Linked DNA regions of Callithrix jacchus: region 1 is linked to region 2. Evidence: chromatin contacts called from public Hi-C data. All regions are on one chromosome and are shown on one strand. The core of a region is the stretch at or near the end of the contact, and the rest is flanking DNA. Distances in the headings are between cores, read along the strand shown.

Evidence for each region. A called contact is a pair of places that touch in the nucleus more often than the background predicts.
Region 1: a Hi-C map of skeletal muscle shows a contact between it and region 2, with 7 times the contacts expected there. The contact joins the promoter of CECR2 here to the enhancer-like site in region 2. A contact is called at or near these places in 2 of 3 Hi-C or Micro-C datasets (both in skeletal muscle).

Annotation. Positions count from the first base shown.
Region 1 is chr1:212,479,566-212,485,474 of calJac240_pri, forward strand. CECR2 (CECR2 histone acetyl-lysine reader) reads left to right here and starts at 3,517. Exons shown (of 18, transcript XM_035282914.3): 1 at 3,517-3,775. The coding sequence starts at 3,650.
Region 2 is chr1:212,323,619-212,329,109 of calJac240_pri, forward strand. All of the region lies in intron 1 of LOC118150509 (a long non-coding RNA gene), which reads left to right. Among named protein-coding and RNA genes, the nearest start is that of HDHD5, 12 kb to the left of the region's middle. Within about 2 kb of position 4,138, at least 12 of the 16 cell types and tissues checked have an H3K27ac peak or open chromatin away from gene starts, as enhancers often do. A contact at or near this core is called in skeletal muscle, where this site is marked.

The DNA.
Region 1 (5,909 bases), core at 2,267-4,766, 160 kb after region 2:
CCCTAAAAGACTAATCTAGTTCATAAGAAAAGACCCACTCCACTTATAGTAAAAGATTTAAGGCTGGGCACGGTGGCTCATGCCTGTAATCCCAGCACTTTGGGAGGCCAAAACGGGTGGATCACCTGAGGTCAGAAGTTCAAGGCCAGCTCGGCCAACATGGTAAAACCCCGTTTCTACTAAAAATACAAAAATTAGCCAGACACAGCAGCACGTGCCTGTAATTCCAGCTACTTGGGAAGCTGAGGCACGAGAATCGCTTGAACCTAGGAGGCAGAGGTTGCAGTGAACCGAGATCGCACCACTACACTCCAGTGCGGGTGACAAACTTCAACTCAAAAAAAAAAACAGATGACTCAGGGAAGTGTTTGATAAGTGAATCATACAAATGGTAATTTCTTTTTTTTTTGAGACGGAGTTTTGCTGTTGTTACCCAGACTGGAGTGTAATGGCATGATCTTGGCTCACCGCAACCTCCGCCTCCTGGGTTCAAGCAATTCTGCCTCAGCCTCCCGAGTAGCTGGGACTACAGGTGCGCGCCACCATACCCAGCTAATTTTTGTATTTTTAGTAGAGACAGTGTTTCACCTCGTTGACCAGGATGGTCTCGATCTCTTGACCTCGTGATCCACCCGCCTCGGCCTCCCAAAGTGGTGGGATTATAGCCGTGAGCCACTGCGCCAGGCCTTTTTTTTTTTTCTTTTTTTTGAGAGGGAGTCTCACTCTGTCGCCAGGCTGGAATGCAGTGGCATGATCTCAGCTCACTGCAACCTCTACCTCGCGAGTTCAAGCCATTCTCCTGCCTCAGCCTCCGGAGTAGCTGGGACTACAAGCATGCACCACCACACCCAGCTAAGTTTTGTATTTTTAGTAGAATCAGGGTTTCACCATGTTGGCCAGGCTGGTCTCGATCTCTTGATCTTGTGATCTGCCCACCTCGGCCTCCTAAAGTGCTGGGATTACAGGCGTGAGCCACCGCGCCCGGCCAGCTGTGTGTTTTTAAGGAAAATGATACAACTAGTGTTTTGAGGGTGAAAGAATGGGCCACACTAAGAAGTACAACAGCACTCCGAATCAAAGGGAGAAGGGAAGAGTGAGCGGCCAGCCTAACGGTAGGGGGTCCCTAATCTAGATTCTAGGAGGTTAGGCTGGAAATAAGTGCAGAAAATAGGTCCGAGGCACGTAAGTCCAAGGGGAAGGGTGGTATAGATGTTTAAAGCAGGGTCAAAGACTCAGGGTATCAACGCCGATAGGGCCAGAGGAGCTCCACAGGGAAGGCTCTGGTTGGAAACTCAAGATTCAGATTTACAGCTCATTCCAAGCACTTGAGACCCCTCAGCTCCTGGGGCCAGGATCCCTTCCAGGGGGTAATTGAGGACAGAGTAGCAGGGTGGGTGGAGGAACTAGGCAAAAAACGGTGGAGACAGCCAGAGTTAGAGAATGGTGGGAGGAAACGGGTCTAACGTTGGCGTGCTGGGCCACAGAACAGAGGAGGAACCCTCGGAAGAAAAGGGCAGCAGAGGGGTCAGGCGCGGTGGCTCACGCCTGTAATCCCCGCACTTTGGGAGGCCGAGGCGGGTGGATCAGGAGGTCAAGAGATCGAGGCCATCCTGGTTAACATGGTGAAACCCCACCTCTACTTAAAAAATACAAAAAATTAGCTGGGCACGGTGGCGCGTGCCTGTAATCCCAGCTACTCAAGAGGCTGAGACAGGAGAATTGCCTGAACCCAGGAGGCGGAGGTTGCGGTGAGCCGAGATCGCGCCATTGCACTCCAGCCTGGGTAATAAGAGGGAAACTCCGTCTCAAAAAAAAAAAAAAAAAAAAAAAAAAGAAAGAAAAGAAAAGGGCAGCAGAAGGGAGAAGCCCCGAGATGCAGGGCGGATCTCGAAACAGCACCAGGGGGCGCGTGCGGTTCCCGGACAACCTTGCTGATTTCCAGGCTTGGCCGTGGTGGGAGGCGGCAGGACAACGGCTCAGCCTTTAAATGGGGGCTGGAGTGGTGTTTGTAAACGACAGTAAACACACTACCGTACTAAAGGGTGGTCAAATCATTCGCCCCTCAGCTTCCAACGATGACAAAAGATAAAGGCAGGGAAACCCAGTGACTTTTTTTTTTTGGCTCAGGCTGGAGTGCAATAGCGTGATCGCGTTTCCGGCTCACCGCAACCTCCGCCTCCCGAGTTCAAGCGATTCTCCTGCCTCAGCCTCCCGAGTAGCTGGTATTACAGGCGCCCGCCACCACGCCCAGATAATTTTTTTTGTTTTTAGTAGAGACGGGGGTTTCACAATGTTGGCCAGGCTGGTCTTGAACTCCTGACCTGGTGATACACAGCCTTGGCCTCCCAAAGTGCTCGGATTACAGGCGTGAGCCACCGCGCCCGGCCCCCTTAGCATTTCTAAAGCACACACCTCAACAGCCTTCTCCAGGAGCACATTCAATCCCTCCGCCTGGGCGTGCGGGTCTCCTCCCCCGAGCACACGCCTCGGCTTCCCGGTCTCCAGGGCCCCATCCCCCCGCCTGCGAGGTACATTGTGCGCACTCTTCCAGGCAGCTCTTCCGCGGCCCGGCGGTGGTAGGGCTCCGAGCCCGTCTTCTCCGGGGCGGTCACACGTGTCCATTCCCTGGGGTTGGCGCGGGGGGGGGGGGGAATCGCTCTTCCCGCTTGGCCGCTGATTGGTGCCTCCCCCTACCCCACCCTTCCCGCCGCTCTCCGGACTCCATCCTACTTAGTTCCAGCTCAATCAGCCCCGCCGCCTTCTTCCCTCGGAGAAAAGAGCCACTTGAGAGCTCCTTGGGCGCCGTTCTCGGCTGGAATAAAAGCGTTGGGGAACAGGTGGAAAGCACTTCACTTCTCTAGGCCTCATATTTCTAGGGTGGACAGCCGGCTCCTGCTCCGGCTCTGCCCTCAGCATCAATAATAACTGAACTCCCACACGTGCACGTTTCTGGATCAAGCCCGACCGAAAGCACCACCCCGCGGGCCCTTTAAAAGGACGCGACCACTCAGGCCCAGTGGGGGTGGGAAAGCCCCAGGTCGTGCTCCCTCGGGAAAGTGCTTCAACTCCCCAGTCCCAAAGCACCGGCGGGCGGAGGGCGCCGTTTGAGAGTTTTCGGGAAGCGACCCGCGCCCCCGGGCCCCGCGGTCCTGGGCGCGGGGGCGCGAGCCCCCTCCTCTCCCCCTCCCCTCCCCGGCGGTGCAGCTGTCCGGGCGGGGGTGGGGCGGAGGCGGGGGTTGTTGTTGTGGCGCGGGCAGCCCCGCCCCCTCCTCGTGGGCGGCCCCTCCCCCCCGGCTTCGCGTCCGGCCCCTCCGCCCCCAGCCCCATCTGTTTCCCCGGCGGGGACTTGATTATATTGTAGGGGACTGGGGGCGGCCGCCGCCTCAGCGGCGGGATGGGGCGAGCGCGCGGACCCGGCGGGCAGCCGCAGCCGCAGCCGCCTCAGTAGCTCGGGCCCCCGAGCCGCCGCCCCCCGCCCGGCGCCCGCCCTCGGCTCCTGCACTCGCCGAGCGGCGGCAGCAGCGGGAGGAGCGCCCCGCCGCCCCCGCCGAGGACCGCGCGGAGGCTGCGGCGCTGCCGCGGCGGGAGTCCCAGGCCGGCGGGCCGAGCGCGGGCAGCGAGGGGCCGCCGCCAGCGCCGCGGCGAGGAGATGTGCCCGGAGGAGGGCGGCGCGGCCGGACTGGGCGAGCTCCGCTCCTGGTGGGAGGTCCCGGCCATCGCGCACTTCTGCTCGCTCTTTCGCACCGCGTTCCGCCTGCCCGACTTCGAGATCGAGGTAAGTGGCTGCGCGGGCGGGAGGCGGCGCGCTGCGCCCCCTGCTCCCCCTGCCCCGCGCGGGGTGTCCCGGGCCTTCGCGCGGAGGGGCCGGGGCCCGAGGGACTTCGGCTGGGAGTCCGGGGCCAGGAGGAGAGCGCGGAAGGGCAGGGGAGCGGGCGGGGGTCGCCGAGCTGTGCCCCGGGTGCCGAGTGCGGGCGTCCGGATGGGGACGCCGGTTCCTGGGGCGGCGGAGCGGGCGGCGCGAGGGCGGGGCGGGCCAGTGCTTTTGTGGGAGAGGGAGCGGGACCCCGCGGCCCTCCCGGGACTTTTCCGGCGGGGCTTAGTGTGGGCGCGAGAGCTGCGCGCGCTCGCCGCCCGGTGCCATTGAGGCGCGAGCCAGCTGCTCCGGCGGGGCCGGGCGCCGGGTGGGGGGGGGGCGTGCTGCGCGGGATTAACTTGGACCCGGCGCTAGGCGGCCGCGGCCGGCGGGGAGGGCTCGCCCCGCTCGGGCGGGCGCGTGGCGGGGACTCCCGGAGGCCTTAAACTCCCGGGAGGCGCTCTGGCCAACTTCGGGCCGGCGGGGACCGGGCCTGGGCGCAGGGCTCCGGGGCTGCGGAGGGAAAGTTTGGGACTCCGTTATTCTTCCACAGCGCTCTTCCTCTCGGAATATTCAGCCTCTTTATCTCGGGGCTCGGGAGCCCTTGGAGTTGAGCTCGCCACCATTATGCCCCGGGGCGAGCGCAGAGGCGGGCTGGCCTTTCTGGCCAGGCCGGAGGTGCTTTCCAGCCCGGGGCTTTGTGATAACTGGGCTGAAACCCCAGGGTCCTGGATGAGCGCGACGGGTGGCGGGAGCGTGCTGAGCGCAGCGGCAGCCCTTTCTCCTAATTTTGTGTTTGGAAGGAGCTGAGAAATAGTCGATTGGTTGGCAGGTTGAATTACCTGTGGCAATACAAGTCGTGACTTTTCACCTTTTGCCTTTGGACAAAGGTGAATCGCAACTGCGTTGGTCAATTTTTGTTTTCCATGCTGCGATGGGTTCGCCGACGCAGTAATCAAAATTAGAGCCACTCTTTTGGATGAGCAGATCGTTGTTGCCTCCCTAGCCCCAGGCTCTTACTTTGTGCCATTTTCGGGTTGATTTCAACTCGTTTATTCCTGAGCTCTTTGCCTCACCCTTATTTTTAGATTCAGTCGTGTTTGCTGAAATATCAGTTGCTTCTCCTATGAATGAAGTGCGGCAGCTTGCTCTCGCCGAAGTTAATGAAATCGAGAAAATAAAAAGATCAAAAGGGTTTGGGATGGGAGAAAGAAGAGGAATGTGGACAGATAACCTAGGGCTACTCACTGGCTTTTGGCGATTCTGAGTTCCTTAAGCTGATTGAAACAATGTGAGCAAATCGTGGGCTTCTCTACTTTTTAGGAAGAGGTAATAACTTGGACATTTTACGCAGCGCCGCAGTTTTCAAAGTTTGAACGTGAATGTAGCAAACATAATTTTATTAATGAAAATGTTCTTGAGTCATATTGACGAACAAACAGAGCCACGAAAGCTAAAAAAGAGTTGGGAATCCTAAAGGTCAAGGGATGTTTCTCAATTACTCTGATGTCTTGCGTTTTCTTTCAGTTCGTACAAAATCGTGAGTAGCTTAATTATGTCCTGCAGTCAAAATGGTGGCTGTGGTGGGAGGTGCCGCCTGTGACAGGGCCATCTTGGGTACGGGGAGACTTGCACCTAGCCCGTTTTCTTTCATACAACGTAGTAAAGTTGAGGTGATGCTGGGATTATGAGTTCAGAGTTTAAAGACCCATCCTAAAAATGTTGTTGGTGAAACTTCACGTCTCAGAATCCATGTATTCCCATTTTGTTGATGGAAAAATAGAGGTAGCTCATTTTGCCTTAAGTACTCGCAGCATATATAGAGTAACCTGTAAATAGCTTGTTCTCTGTTGTAAGAAATAAACTTGCAGTTTCTGAGAATTAGCTGCCTTAATTCCTAAAGGAAATGTAAACAGATTAAAGAGGCGAATTTATATGTATAACAAATGAAAAATCACCGTAGTTTATGTGGTGAATAATCAAGGCTCGTTGAAATGACTGTCTTCTCTTTTGACTTCAGCATTTCCTGGAAATGACAGTTTTTTGGGCTAAAATA
Region 2 (5,491 bases), core at 2,888-5,387:
AGAACGGGCAAGAGAAGCTTGATCAAGGAAATTTTAAAACCCATCAGAGGTCCGGGTGCAATGGCTCACGCCTGTAATCCCAACACTTTGGGAGGCCGAGGCAGGCGGATCACCTGAGGTCAGGAGTTCAAGACCAGCCTGACCAACATGGAGAAACCCCATCTCTACTAAAAATACAAAAAAATTAGCCAGGTGGGGAGGCGGTTGCCTGCAATCCCAGCTACGCCAAAGGCTGGGCCAGGAGAATGGCTTGAACCCAGGAGGTAGAGGTTGCAGTGAGCCAAGATCGAGACATTGCAGCCCAGCCTGGGCAACAAGAGCGAAACTCCATCTCAAAAAAAACACCCAACAGAGAGGAAGAGAACGGAGGAGGAAGGAAACACCAGTAAACAAAGTTTTTTTTTTGGAGACAGAGTCTTCCTCTGTTGTCCAGGCTGGAGTGCAGTGACTTAGTCTCGACTTGCTGCAGCCTCAACCTTGGGCTCCAGCAATCCACCCACTTCAGCCTCCCCACCACACCCGGCTATTTTTTTTTTTTTTTTTTTGGCAGATATGGGGTTTTGACATGTTGCCCCAGCTGGTCTCAAATTCCTGGGCTCAAGCGATCGACCTGCCTCGGCCTCCCAAAGTGCTGGGATTACAGGCGTATGAACCGCTGCTCCCACACTGACGGAGTCTTTTGTCTTGGTTTTGTGTTTTTAGTTCTTTGTTTTGGAGACAGAGTCTCGCTCTGTCACCCAGCCTGGAGTGCAATGTCGCCATCTCGGCTCACTGCAACCTCCGTCTCCCAGGTTCAATTGATACTCCTGCCTCAGCCTCCCAAGTAACTGGGATTACAGGTGCATGCGGCCACACCTGGCTAGTTTTTTGTATTTTAGTAGAGACGGGGTTCCACTGTGTTGCCCAGGCTGATCTCAAACTCCTGAGCTCAGGCAATCCACCCACCTCGGCCTCCCAAAGTGCTAGGATTACAGGCGTGAGCCACCGCACCCGGCTTTGTTTTGTGGTTTTTTGTTTGTTTTGTTTTGGTTTGGTTTTGGTTTTGGTTTTGAGATGAGTCTTGCTCGGTTGCCCAGGCTGGAGTGCAATGGCGCAATCTCGGCTCAGTGCAACCTCCACTTCCTGGGTTTGAGCCATTCTCCCTCCTCATGCCCCCGAGTAGCTGGGATTACAGGCTTCCGCCATCATTCCCCACTAAATTTTGTGGAGATGGGGTTTCACCATACTGGCCGGGCTGGTCTTGAACTCCTGGCCTCAGGTGATCCGCCCATCTTGGCCTCCCAAAGTGCTGGGATTATCACATCCAGCCCCTGACAGTGTTCTAAGCATATACGAAGCATGCAGAGTCCACGTAAGTCCCTGGGCTGGGCTGCTGGACTCCCTGCTTGGTGCCTGGTGGCTGTTCCCCAGGAGGGCAAATAGACTCCCTGCTAGCTGCCCTCCTGGCACTGTGAGCTCCCCGGCCCATCCCCAGGCTGCACTGCATTCCCAATCAGGACAGTTCCTGGACCTTCCAAATATAGCCCATGCCACGGTCCCTCCCCAGGTCCTAGGGCAAACGGGGCATTGAGGCACTCAGTTCAGCCCTCATACTCCCCTGCCACCGACCCTGAGAAGGGGCAGCTGGCACCAGGGAGTCGTTGAGCAGAACCTCAGCCCATCCTGCAAGGTCTTTCCTGGGGAGACTGGCATGAGGCAAGGGCCTCAGCTCCTGAAAGCCCACAGACTCCCATAGGAGGGGAAGGGACTCCGGGGACAGGCAGAGGAAAGGTTTGTGGGGAGTCAGTCGCCCTCCAGAGCCCAGGCTTATGAGTGGGCTGAGCAGATGGAGCCACTGACCAGTGCCATCTCCCCATGCCCTGACTCTGAGTGACCCCACTGGCTGCCACCGTTGCGGCTCCAGCCATACACGGGTCCCAGCCTTAGCCTGGCTGCACTTCATTGGTGTGAAGGTTAATTTTCAGTGTCAGCTTGACTGGATTAAGGGACACCTAGAGGCTGGGCACGGTGGCTCACGCCTGTAATCCCAGCACTTTGGGAGGCCGAGGCGGGTGGATCACGAGGTCAAGAGATTGAGACCATCCTGGCCAACATGGCAAAATCCTGTCTCTACTAAAAATACAAAAATTAGCTGGGCATGGTGGCGCGCGGAGAAACCCAGGAGAATTGCCTGAACCCAGGAGGTGGAGGTTGCGGTGAGCCGAGATCGAGCCATTGCACTCCAGCCTGGGTAATGGGCGAAACTCCATCTCAAAAAAAAAAAAAAAGAAAGCAACACTAATGATCCAAACAGCTTCCTGAATTTGTGTTAAGAAAGCCTTATCATAAGTTCCATCATTCTAATTAATCTACCAAGATAATGTAATTACATTTGGTTTTGTAAGGTATACAACAGTGATCTCCTATTTTGGTGTCAATATTTTAATAAAGTTTTGATTATGGGCAAAAAAAATATCATCTATCTGTCCCCTATCTATCTATGTATGTATCTGTCTCCATGCTATACATTGTATCTCTCTGGAGAACTGACTAACCAGATGCAAACAGGAAGGGACACCCCATTAAATGGTCCTGCTGAAAGAATCAATCCTAAATCTTAACAAGACTTAAGATCCAGGTGGGGTGCAGTGGCTCAGATCTGTAATCCTAGCACTTTGGGAAGCCGAGATGGGCAGATCACTTCAGGTCAGGAGTTCGAGACCAGCCTGGCCAACATAGTGAAACCCCATCTCTACTAAAAATACAAAAGTTAGTGGGGGGTGGTGGCTCATGCCTGTAGTCCCAGCTACTCAGGAACCTGAGACAGGAGAATTGCTTGAACCCAGGAGATGGAGGTTGCAGTGAGCCAAGATTGTACCATTGCACTCCAGCCTGGGCAACAGAGGAAGACTCCCTCTTGGGAAAAAAAATTAATAATAATAATATTACAATAATTAGCCAGCCATGATAGTGTGCACCTGTGGTCCAGATGCGGCAGGAGAATCGCCTGAACCCAGGAAATGGAGGCTGCAGTGAGTTCAGATGTGCACCTGCACTCCAGCCTGGGCTACAGAGTAAGACTCTGTCTCAAAAAAAAAGAGCTCAGAACAGTGTGGATACTGTGCTGTCTTTTATATCAGAGTGGGGAAAGCAGTGTATATTTTCTTTTGTTTATTTTGCATAAAGAAACACAAGCAAGTAAGCGTGGTGGGAGAATGGGTAGGACGGGAAAGCGGAGGGTGGAAAACGGGTGGGCACAAGCCTTTCCAGTGTGTTCCTTTTCATAGTTTTGGAAATTTTGAAAGGTGATTTACATAGATTCATGTTTTAATTTTAAATGTAATTAAAATTTAAAGTTAATTATTGCATTACTCTCCTATCCTGTTTGAGACAGAGTCTTGCTCAGTCTCCAGGCTCACCGCAACCTCCGCCTCCTGGATTCAGGCAATTCTCCTGCCTCAGCCTCCCGAGTAGCCAGGACTACAGGCTCACACCACCACCACACCCAGCTTTTTTGTAGTTTTTATTATAGATGGGATTTCACCATGTTGGCCAGGATGGTCTCGATCTCTTGACCTCTTGATCCACCCGCCTCGGCCTCGCAAAGTGCTGGGATTACAGGCGTGAGCCACCGCGCCCGGCTTGTTTTTTTTTTTTTTTTTTTTTTTTTTTTAAGAGACAAGAGTCTGCTCTGTTCCCCAGGCTGGTCTAGACTCCCGGGCTTGAGCCCCGCCTGGACCTCCCAGAGTGCTGGCTACAGGCGCCGCCACCACCCGGCCTGTTCTGCAAATGCTCAGAAGCCAGGATGGCCCAAGGTCACCAGGGACCATGCTGCCTGGCAGAGGGTTGAGGCCGGGAGGGGACCGTGCAGACAGGCGAGGCCATTCATGATCTGTGGGAATGGCCGCGGGGAACTCTGTGCCGTCCCGCGGCCCCACCCCGCTCCGCTATGGGAAGCTGTAGCTTGGCGCTGCCCGCTGTGACGCGAAGGACGGCGAGGGCACCCGGGTCGCGGTGGAAACGGGGGTGGGACCGGGCGCGGCCGGCAGGGGGCAGCAGCTCCACAGCTGCGCGGAGCTTGGGGACAGAGTCCCCAGCGAATCGCGGCCGGCGTTCTGCCACTTCCCCGCCGCCACCGCACCCACCGGGCTGGGGGGCCGCAGCCGACTGCCGGGCGCGCCGGGACAAAGGGAGCCCCCGGTGGGGCCTGGGCGCCTACATCTTTCCTCCTGGGGAAGGAGGGGACAGGAAACTGAGGCTGTTTCCGGGCTGCCCCCGGCCGGGGAGAGCAGGGCTCGGGAGGATCGGCCCGGCCCGAGGCGGTGCCCCAGAGACCGCTGCGCTCTGGCTCTGCACCCCGGAAGATCAGGGGCGGAGGCCACCCGAACCAACTCAGCCAGGACTGCCCGGGCCGGGAGCTCACTGGGGGGCGCCCCGAAACCCACCCCAGACAAGCGAAGAAAACAGCTCTGTGTCCCAGGACCAGCACTGATACCTGTTGTCACCCACTGTGCGACCTGGGAGAGTTACTGACCCTCTCCGGGCCTTAATCAGTCATTTGAAACACAAGCCAAGCCGGTAGATAAGATGGTTTTTTTTTTTTTTTTTTTTTTTTTTTTTTTTTTTTTAAAGATGGGGTTTCACCATGATGGCCAGGCTGGTTTTGAACTCCTGACCTCAGGTGATCCACCCACCTCGGCCTCCCATAGTGCTAGGATTACAGGCACTTTGAGTCACCACACCCGGCCGATAAGATGGTCTTTAGGCCTCTCCCAGCTCTGAGGTTCCTTGAATCTAAGACACTCTAGTCCCTCCCGGCGTCCCCACCCGGGGCTGGCTTAGCCTCAGGGAGGCCTGGCTGAACTGGGGCCCTCACGGAAGGTCTCTGCTCCGCTGCTCAGAAAAGGTCTTTTGGAAGGCTGGGTCCCACCCAGCGGAAGGTGCCAGAGGAACAGGCCATTGCCTAAAAAGCCTGGACAAATTAAAAACCAGCAGCTCTGCCCTGGTGTTTTCCGAGCACAGCCAAACCCAAATCACACCTCTGCACCCACCTGGCTCCAGCAGCATTTCCAGCCCGCAGATGTTATTTTTACACCCTTTCCACGCAGGGAAGCACTGAGGAGGGTAAACTATTTTTAGAATGCTATTTTAAGTAACATACTGGCCTGAAGAGGTGGCTCAGGCCTGTAATCCAGCGCCTTGGGAGGCCCAGGCAGGAGAATCCCTTGAGGCCGGGAGTTCAATACCAGCCGGCGCAGCAAAGAGACTCCCATCTCTATTAAATAAATAAATAGGCCGGGCGCGGTGGCTCAAGCCTGTAATCCTGGCACTTTGGGAGGCCGAGGCGGGTGGATCACGAGGTCAAGAGATCGAGACCATCCTGGTCAACATGGTGAAACCCCGTCTCTACTAAAAATACAAAAAATTAGCTGGGCATGGTGGCGTGTGCCTGTAATCCCAGCTACTCGGGAGGCTGAGGCAGGAGAACTGCCTGAACCCAGGAGGTGGAGGT